2 separate regions of the Mus musculus genome follow, and region 2 is linked to region 1. A link is a contact called in public Hi-C data. All regions are on one chromosome and are shown on one strand. The core of a region is the stretch at or near the end of the contact, and the rest is flanking DNA. Distances in the headings are between cores, read along the strand shown.

The links. Hi-C and Micro-C count contacts between places; a contact is called where the count stands out from the background.
Region 2: a contact with region 1 is called in a Hi-C map of uterus, with 2.8 times the contacts expected there. The contact joins two enhancer-like sites. A contact is called at or near these places in 18 of 484 Hi-C or Micro-C datasets (3T3-L1-derived adipocytes, adipose-derived mesenchymal stem cells, bone marrow-derived dendritic cells and 10 more), 3 of 115 datasets of contacts at active chromatin or transcription factors (bone marrow-derived dendritic cells, fibro-adipogenic progenitors and trophoblast stem cells) and 2 of 9 other capture datasets (adipose tissue and embryonic stem cells).

The regions. Positions count from the first base shown.
Region 1 is chr5:75,868,805-75,873,400 of GRCm38.p6, forward strand. No RefSeq gene overlaps it. Among named protein-coding and RNA genes, the nearest start is that of Gm32727, 110 kb to the right of the region's middle. Within about 2 kb of position 2,522, at least 14 of the 459 cell types and tissues checked have an H3K27ac peak or open chromatin away from gene starts, as enhancers often do. A contact at or near this core is called in uterus, where this site is marked.
Region 2 is chr5:76,203,016-76,208,169 of GRCm38.p6, forward strand. Tmem165 (transmembrane protein 165) reads left to right here. Exons shown (of 6, transcript NM_011626.2): 3 at 1,092-1,267; 4 at 1,622-1,801; 5 at 4,787-4,892. Among named protein-coding and RNA genes, the nearest start is that of Tmem165, 22 kb to the left of the region's middle. Within about 2 kb of position 3,091, at least 11 of the 459 cell types and tissues checked have an H3K27ac peak or open chromatin away from gene starts, as enhancers often do. A contact at or near this core is called in uterus, where this site is marked.

The sequences.
Region 1 (4,596 bases), core at 1,272-3,771:
TCTGCCGTAATTGAAGGAGAAATTGAAGGGTGAATGCAGGCTAAAGAAACTCACGACCACTAACTCTACAGAGGATACTAGACAGAGTCCTTCAGAGTGAGGAGGTATAATAAGCACATCACAAGGCTTCAGCAAGGAACAAGGGACTCTTTCCTGCCTCCTCACAGCTTGTCCCTTCCTTAGGATGAAATCATTGAGAGGACAATGACACTGCCCTCCGCTGGGACATGGCTTGAATCATCCATATGTGTTGAATAAGTGAATAATGAATAGCTCATTGTGGAAGATTTAAGATGTATGATGCTTTCCTTTGGGAACATTAAGCTTTTCTTTTAAAGGCCTGAATCCAGGTCCCCAGAGACTATTACTAACACAACCATTTCTCTAGAGAGACATTTCCTTTACCTGTCTTTCTCAAATGTGGATCCCTGGGTTCTATGTGCAAAATTGCACACATCCAATCTGCATAAGATTATGCACTCTCTGAGCCCCATTGGAACCAGACTAGATAAAGGATGTGAATGAAAAACCTGGTAATGCCCCCCCCCCCCATGGCTCCTCCATACCATTTATCCACCAGCCTGCTAAGGAAAAGGCTGTACTTTTGAGACAAAATCCAGTACACCTTTCTCCTCACCTGGTGTCAAAACCTGCATCTTAGGGGCTTCGGAAGAGTGTTTCTACCTGTGGCTCGAGCCTGGCTACTCTGATTCTTTCCAGGCTATAGCCTCTAGGTTCCAGAAATTTCTCTGGAGATAATCATGGGGGAGTAGAATGTGCTGTATTTATAAAATGATGAAAACAATTTTTCCACACAGTGTATGGCTAACATGCCAGTAAAGCTTGCCTGGCCAGTCAGATGCTCCCACTCCGACCCCCTTACTCTGCCAAGCTTTTCAGAAATTTAATTAAAAATGGCTTTGATGGTGTGTATCCAAGGGAAACCAAGTCCTGGGGTTAACTATGGGATAAATGAATACTTAAACGGGCTGCTACGATGAAGGAGGGCACAGGAGTGTTTAGAGACACTGGAACACTGCATGTCAAAATATAGCCAATGGCATAAAGAATGTGTCGGGACAGACATTTCTTTGAAGCAGAAAATATGAAATCATAGAAATGAAAACATTTCATCCAATATACTTTTTTTTTCCTTTTTGTTTTGTTGTGACAAAGTGTCTATTTGACACAAACATAAACTTCTCATCTGGAAGCTGAGAAAAATGCCTCTAGAAGACTGGCCTATAGAGAAGTCTCTGGGGTCTTTTCTTGATTACTGATTGATGTGGGAGCACCCAGGTCCCTGTAAGTGCTGCCACCCTGGGCAGATAATTTCATTCGAGTTGTCTAAGAAAGCAGACTAAGAAAGCCCTGAGCAACAAGTTAGTTAGTTAGCAGTATTCCTCCTCGGCCCCTGCTTTAGTCTCTGAATCCATATTCCTGCCTTGAATTCCTGCCCTGACTGCCTTCGGGGACTGAGTATGGTCTGGGAGGTGTAGCTGAAATAAACCCTTTACTCCCCAAGATGCTTTTGGTCATGGTACTGCAATAGAGACCCTAACTAAGACGTGGGGTCTAACTTGTAGCCCAGGCTGGCCTCAAACCTTTGGCAATCTTCCTGCCTCAGCCTCCTGAGGGGTGTGTTTCTAGGTGCACGCCACCATACACACCAAACACAACCTTTTAAAGGAGGGAGTCCCTCAAATATTACTTAACATTGCTCGTCCTTACAGCCTCCCGTGTTAAGCATTCTGTGATCTAAATGCCAGTAATGATGGTTGTTTAAGTAATCTTTGTTTATATACTTTAGTCGACTCTCACACAATTCTCCAAAGTGTCTCTGTGTATATTGCCTTGGACTCGAATTATGTTTTGTGAGAAGAACACGGCCTGCGTTCAACTTGAGCAGGTTAATATTTCAATTAACATGAAGTTTGGCAGAGATTTAATCCTTCTGTGGGTCAATTTGTGATACTATAAAACGGAGCTAGGGCTATTAGATTGCTGTGAGGGCTGGATGAGCTCATACACGGTAGTGTTTGCCAATCACCATCTGGTGTGAATAAGGCCAGGGATGGGGTGGGGAGGGACAGGGAGATAGTGGGGGGATGGCGACAAGGAGGGGCAGGGACAGGGTTGGGGGACAGACGGGAATCAGAAGCGAGGCGCCGAGAAATTCAGCATCAAAATAATATTTCAATGACGTATTTGAAAAAAAAATAAAAGTGATGCGAGGAAAACCCATCACGAGTGACAACGTACCCGAAGCATGAGCCCTGGGTCTGAGAACGAGAACGCTACCATCACGTGTTTGATAAAGGTACAAGGCAAACACGGGGCCCCCAACCGGTCCCTGTCAACTGCTTTCCAGGAGTTAGCTTCTGAGCTGTGATGCTCTGCTCCTCTTCCTCCCTGTCCAGCCAGAAGCTGTTTCCTCCCTGCCTTTGCCTCCACTCCAGCTTTCTCTTCATGACCTCTCCCCGACCTTTCTTTCTTCACGTTCCCAGATTCTCCTGTAGGGGGCGCTGTAGTTCTTTGCTTGGATAGAAGAATGCTAACCTCAGTTTTCTTGGTGCTCTAGAAGGCTGTTCCAAATACTGTCCAAAGTGACTTGACACTGCAAAAGGCAGGCAGCCCGGCCTCTGATGTGGGATACTCATGCACCAGCCATCCAGTCCGATGGCAAACTCATGTGAAAAGCGTGCAATGTCAGAGAAACAAAAAGACAACCAATGTTTATAAGCTATATGAAGCAAGATGAGAAGTCTAGATCCTATGTCCTTGCCAGAGAATTCCTCCAGGGTCTTCTCTTTTGCTTCAAGAATGGGGACAAACCACCTTATTGTCATTGCCACCATCAAATCCCTGTTTCAACCAGTGCGAGCTGCAGTTTACTGGCTGTTGATTAACATACTGGATTTCATTCAGTCAGTACAATATTCTTTGTAGACAGGAGTTACTAGCCCACTTACCAATCGAGAAAGTCAATATTAGAGAGCTTCTTATAGCTAGGATTAATTCTTGCACATTTGTTCACTTAATATACATAGGAAGTATATGTATATGTGTGTGTGTGTGTGTGTGTGTGTATACTTTATATATACATATATTTTATACTTTATATATACATATATTTTATACTTTATATATGTATATATGCTTTATATATTTTATATATGCATATATACTTAAACATACATTTATATGTGTATATACATATATACTCTATGTATGTATTTATATTTTACATATATGCTTATATGTGTGTGTGTATGGCATATGCATCTCTGGATTCTAAAACAGTCCATTTGAACATTAGGGGTTGAATGTTCAAGTGCTTCCAAGGTTCATCATAAAATATAGTTCCCCCAAGCCACAGAATTGGGAGTGGGCAGGAGGCCATAAGAACTCCATCTGCTTTGTGAGTGTGTACATTAGCTCCTTCTGAAGACTCGACCTGTCTGTCCCTTCTGCCTGTCGTATGAAGATGTGAACTCCTTCCTTTCAGAAGATGCCGTCGGCATTAATGATGCTGGAATCTGAGGCAGAGCAGAACCCTAACTAGACACCACAGCTATCAGCCTTGACGTTGGGCTTCCAGCCTTAAGAACTGAGAAATAAAATGTCCATTGTTAGTAAATCAGTTGGTTCAGAGTGTCTGGCTACACAAATGGATGAAGCTTGTTGAGGTAAACAGAAGACAGATCCATAAATGATATGTTGAAGCTCACAGAATGCCACAGAGATGTGACTATTGTCCACAGGAACAAAACCTAGAGTCATCACAGATCAAGTCTGATAGGAGACCTGTCCGGGGCTCTGGAAGAGAGCACATCAGGACTGCAGCCACTAGACCTTCCTCAGTCCCATGTTACCTTCTCTAGAGACCTACTCTCTCATTCTTGTTGCTATGTGCTGTTAGCGTCTACCCTGAAACTTCCGCTGATGTATTGGTTTTGGAAGTGTGAGTCATCTGTCCACACTCTAGCTATGTGGAATGAAGAAGTATAGCTATCTACAGACTTCTACAAAAAGAGGGCATCTGGCTCTCCAAGGAGGGCTCATCTCAACATCTGAGCAGGAACGTCAGATGCTGGTACATCTAGAGGAATGACAGGTGACCACTGAGTCTTTGCCCTTCAGTCACTTACACCTTGACAGAAGAGAAAAATGCACACAAATGACCACACTACATAATAGATGCCCACAGAATGACCCCGACAAAGAATAATGCTTCCTGATAAGGTTGGGGGCCCATTCTGGCTGGAGATAGCACAGATTTAACAAAAACATCAGATGTGGAGAGATAGCTCAGTCAGTAAAGTGCTTGTGCTGTGTACACATGAAGACCTGGGTTAGGATTCCCAGTACCTACACAAAGGCCACACATAGTGGTATCCCATCTGTAATGCTAGTATGCAAGGAGCAGAGACAGTCGAATCCCTGAGGCAACCTGGTCAGCCACACTAGCCAGTGAGCTCCAGAGTCAGTGAGAGATTCTGCATCAAAGTAAATAATGAGGTGGAGAGCAACTGAAGAAGACAGGGCAGACACCTCCAGCCTCCACATGCACGTACACACACACATCACATGCAT
Region 2 (5,154 bases), core at 1,841-4,340, 330 kb after region 1:
CTTGGCTAGGCGCTGCAATGGTGTCATGTCTGCAGAAGAATATCCCATGAAATCATGTGGCATTCATATTTCTTTTCCTCATTCATGTGGCTTACCCAGTACAGAATTTTCTTACTTAGTCTTCTCCTGCAGCTAATATCCTGCCTGTGAGGAGATACTGAAATACAGTATATACCTTGCTCTTTACCAACATTTCCCCAGAGATTTAGTGTAATTCTTGCATATTTTCCCTTGATGCATTCAAAATTCTAGCTTCCTAATTCTGGCATGTGTTCCAGACCTAAGTGACCGCTGGCCTTGTCCACTCCTTCCTCTCGCTCTTATGCGCATGAGCTTTCTCCAGCTGTTTGTTGACTACATTGTCCAGACCACTCTGTGGGATCCTGTCTGGCTGGCTGCCTTGTTCTTGTGGCAGGTTCTTGTTCTGCTCAACTTCTAGTAATAAGATCCTGTAGGTACATTCTGTGCTTGCTTCATGGCTTTTAGAAAGTTCACCATAATGCTCTTTGTTAGTAAAATGTCTGTTTCTTGGCCCTTTCAGAAGATAAGAGATAGAAAATATATGTCATATTGGTGCGTCTACACATACCTATAAGGAATTTTTAGTATTGTTTCATAAAATGTACTAAATTTACATAGTTAAAAAGGAGGAGTGTGAATTATGTTGTCCCCCTTGATCTTTTGATATCTGTGACAAAGAAACATCTACTTATGGAGTAGAGTGTGGCTTCCAGTTTATAAAATGTTGGCATTCTTAGAGGACATCACAGTCTGTCTAGCTCAAGTGTTGTGCCTAGCACAGATGTAAGGGAAGCCAGCCATTAGTTGAGTTTGAGTGGAGAACCAGTCAGCATATTAAGAAATGTCCTATAGCAGATGCATATACCATGGAAATGAGGCCATGCCTGTCTTGGAATGCCATTCTAAAGTTGGTGTGGAAAGAAAGAGCCAGAAGTATTTCAGGTCATTACATATTTGATGTGTCTAATATGAACCAGTTTTCCTTCAACACTGTAAATTATGATTTCTTACTGTAACTCTCTTTGGTCTGTGGTAGAAGCACTGTTAACACTGTTGGCATTTCCTTACAGTTTTGTTTGGCTATGCCACAACAGTCATCCCCAGGGTGTATACATACTATGTTTCAACTGCACTCTTCGCCATTTTTGGCATTAGAATGCTTCGGGAAGGTTTGAAGATGAGCCCAGATGAGGGTCAGGAGGAGCTAGAAGAAGTCCAAGCAGAGTTAAAGAAGAAGGATGAAGAAGTAAGTTGTAAAGTGTTGTGTGCATGCGGATAGCTTAGTTACTTTCCACTCCTACTGTACTGTGGCTGAGTGTGGGTTACTGTGACTGGCAGGGAGGGAGGTGTCCACCAGATAGTCAGCTTTTTAGGTTGATGGCAGATGTTGGAATCGTGGGAACTATTCTGCATGTTTCTGAAGCATCCAAATACTATTTGCCGATGAGTGGGAAAATTGACAGTGTATGAGGCTGGTGGCTAAAGGGCAGTCGGAGGATACAGTGTATTTTCTTTGGAGAATATGCCATATGTTTTAAAAGTGACTTTATGCTATATTCATAGGCTTACTTGGGTTAATGGTATTTTTCATTTGTTTCAGTTCCAACGAACCAAACTCTTAAATGGGCCAGATGTTGAAACTGGTACAAGCACAGCAATACCTCAGAAAAAGTGGTTACATTTTATTTCACCCATTTTTGTTCAAGCGCTCACATTAACGTTCTTGGCAGAATGGGGCGATCGCTCTCAACTCACTACCATTGTCCTGGCAGCTAGAGAGGTGAGTGTATTGGACCACGTCTATATCAAGACCAGAGTTTCAGTTGCTCCCTTCCAGGGGTCGGTCAGGGGCCACAGGACACATCTGTTCATTTTATGACCTAGAATTAGCCTCCTGCGTTTTCTCTGTGTCTCTAGTTCTTGAACCCAAATTTAATTTTTCTTTTCGTTTTTTTGTCTTGTTGAGTTCTTTTACTGTGTTTTGCTGTAGCTGGTGTCTTTGTTGCTTACTTTTCTGCTCATGACTTCTGCATGCTTATTGGGAATATAAATTAGTATATCACATTATCCTAGCACTGGGGAGTCTTGTAAATGCTGATCTCATACTAAGACTGTCTTAAAAACAAAGAAAAAAAAAACCCACAAAAACAAAAACAAAAAACCCAGCAGCAGATTTTGTGTCACGGGGGATTTGTTCATCATTACATCTGAGCAGCTCTTGGATCACTCATTTGTCAACACTGCTTTAATGGTGCAGAGAGGGTTTCCAAGTCCTTTTACCTGCTAAGTTCTCACTGACCTAGAGGGTTGCTCACAGAAAAACCAAGGACATCAGAGTGCTCACCTTGGGACTGCTCCAAGTCTTGCTTTTGGAGAGCATTTCTGGTCCACCGCAGCTCTAGCACTGATGCAGCAGTTTAAGTTAGAGGACACTGTCCAGCCCTGATTGAGCAGATAAGAGCTTAGAGAGGTGGGGTGCCTTATGTTAGGGCCCGAAGTGAGCTTGTCTCTCCCTTGCCTTTGGGTACATGGATTTAAAAGATTCTCTTGGTTTGCTGTTGGGGTGGGGATGGATCGCCGTCCTCTCCTGAGAGCTGTCAGGTCATTTTCACAGATGCCAGTGTCCTGAGGAACTGCACGCTCTTGATCTTAAGTCTGTGTCAGTTATATTAGTGCACAGACATTTAAATCCTTGGAGAAGTTCCTCACATAGTTCTACAGTTTAAAATAGGAAGCATTTCAGGCAAGTTATAGGGAAAGGTTTTGTCGGAGAACCTTAAAAATGCTTTATTTGGAGATGGAAAAAATAAAAAAAGCGGGGGGGGGTGGGTGGGTGTGGTACTCTCTACTCTCCCATTTGATTCTCATAAAACAAACTTGAAAAATTCTCCTTAATGGCTGTGCCCTGCCTTCATTTCTGTTTTTCCATTAGAATTCCAGAATTGGACCTTGAAAATGAGGCCCTGTGGTGGAGGAGGTCCTGCCAGGGTCAGCGGGTGGGGCACTGCCCTGCAGTTCCCCATTTTGTGAGTTTCTGTCTGCAGATGGGATGCAGCAGTGCACAGGCCTGTCCAGCCCCCAGCCCAGCACTCATGGGCTAGGCACCCTTCCATGCCACCGACACTAGCAGAGCTTAAAGACCTCTTAAACTGTCTGGTTCTGTTCCTTTAACATTAATCTTTTTATGAATCATGCTGTTTTGCTTTTGAAGGATCTTTATTAAAATAACTTTATTTAACCCAGTGAATTTTTTTTTCTAGTACCATTTATTTTCAGATGGAATGAAGCATCTTCTGAAGTAGCAGTTTGTGGCAGTAGTACAGTCTCAGGTTCAGACTGTATATATGTTGCCTTTGAACTTCCCAGCAGCTGGCTGCTGACCTGCTGCTCAGCCGCCTTCTTCCCAGTTAGCCACACTGCACTCCTGGATCCCAGCATCTACCCTCAGCCCTTATAACATGCGTCTTTGCCTTGCTCCCAGTTCAGTTTTCTGGGGATTTTCTGCATTGCTACCTCCACTCTGACTTTAAGGGGGAAATGAAATTCCTTGCTTGGTCCTTCTGTCCCAAACTCTTAACTTCCCAAAGTTCAGAAACATTATTGTGGTTGGTAAAAAGAACTGCTCTACCGCCCAGTTGCCTACCTTACAGAGTAGGGTTCAACTTGAGATCTATGCTGACTAGGTTATGGTAGAGATCTCACTTATGTGCTGGGGGCACCATCCCCTGGCCTAGGACCCTGGACTGTATACAGGTGAGCTCAACACAAGCATTCATTACCATCTGCTCCCTAACTGGATGCCAGTGGCCAGCGGCCCCAAGTTCCTGTTTTCATGGCTCTTCCTCGGTGATGAACTGTACTCTTGAGCTGTGAACCCAAGCACACCTAACCTTTATGTGCCTTTTCCAGTTTTACCACAGCACCAGGAAAGATAGGACATCAGAGACGTTTATCAGTGCTGAGACTTATTGAGGCCAACTACCTGGTAGTTGGTCCCCATCTTTTTTATAACATCTTCTCGGTTACTTGGTTGTCACACCTGATAGCTTTCACAGTATCCCATGTCCCTCCCCATCCATCTGCTTTTCTCTTGTCTTCATCTCCTCCTACCCCAGTCCAGTCAGCACGATTTCTTACCAGAGTTGTTATTTCTCCTTGGGCTTACTCCCAACTAGTTCATTGTCTCCATTAAACTTTGAAAGCAGGAATCGGCTTGTGCTAAAACCAGCCAATGGGGGGTGGGGGGGTCCTGTAGGTAGACATTGAACCTTGGCCTCTGGCACAGGAGTTAAGTGGCAGCCTACAGCCCTACACCTCCATCCCGGGCTCCTACCTTTCCTGACTTACTACTCTTCAAGGACTCCTCTCCAGGGCCTCCTTGTCTCTCTGTAGAAACTTTGAAACGTTCTGTTGTTCTTCCTTCCCAAATATACGTGGGGTCTTAGCTACCCTTAAGGGTCATCTTCTTCTGTGAAGGCTCCTTGTTTATTTTAGCAGTATTTAGTCCTCACCCTCAGCTAAAAGCTCGAGGGTCAAGGGTTAGGATTCCTGCTCTCAGGAAGCACAGCAGTTCTGTGCCACACGAGACTTATAACTCAGGTCCATCCTGTGCTGTCCACATTCCCTGAAGCAGCCATCTTCTGTGTAATAAACTCAACAGTATGCCTGGATGGTTCAGAGCCCATAGCTAGTTCTATTTAACACTGGCCATTCTCAAACACCATCTCCAACTTAACAAGCTAACACAAGCTACATCTGCTTCCAGGACCCTTATGGTGTAGCAGTGGGTGGCACAGTGGGACACTGCTTATGTACTGGATTGGCAGTAATTGGAGGAAGGATGATAGCGCAAAAGATCTCTGTCCGAACTGGTAAGGTCTCATTTTTTTTTCCCATGAAAATGCAAGTATCATCTGTTCTAATGCTTGAAAATCATGGAGGGTAATAGAATGCTAGCTCTTATCATTTTTCCAGAGACCACTTGATCTCTGTGCCTGATCTAGGCCTTGTCAATATTTGACACATTGTTACTGTGCACTGACTTCTTTTCCTATGTGTACAAATGAGAAAATCACAAGCTTATCTAAAATATGGTCACACTTGTTTGTTTTGTAAGCCAGTGAAAAACTTGTA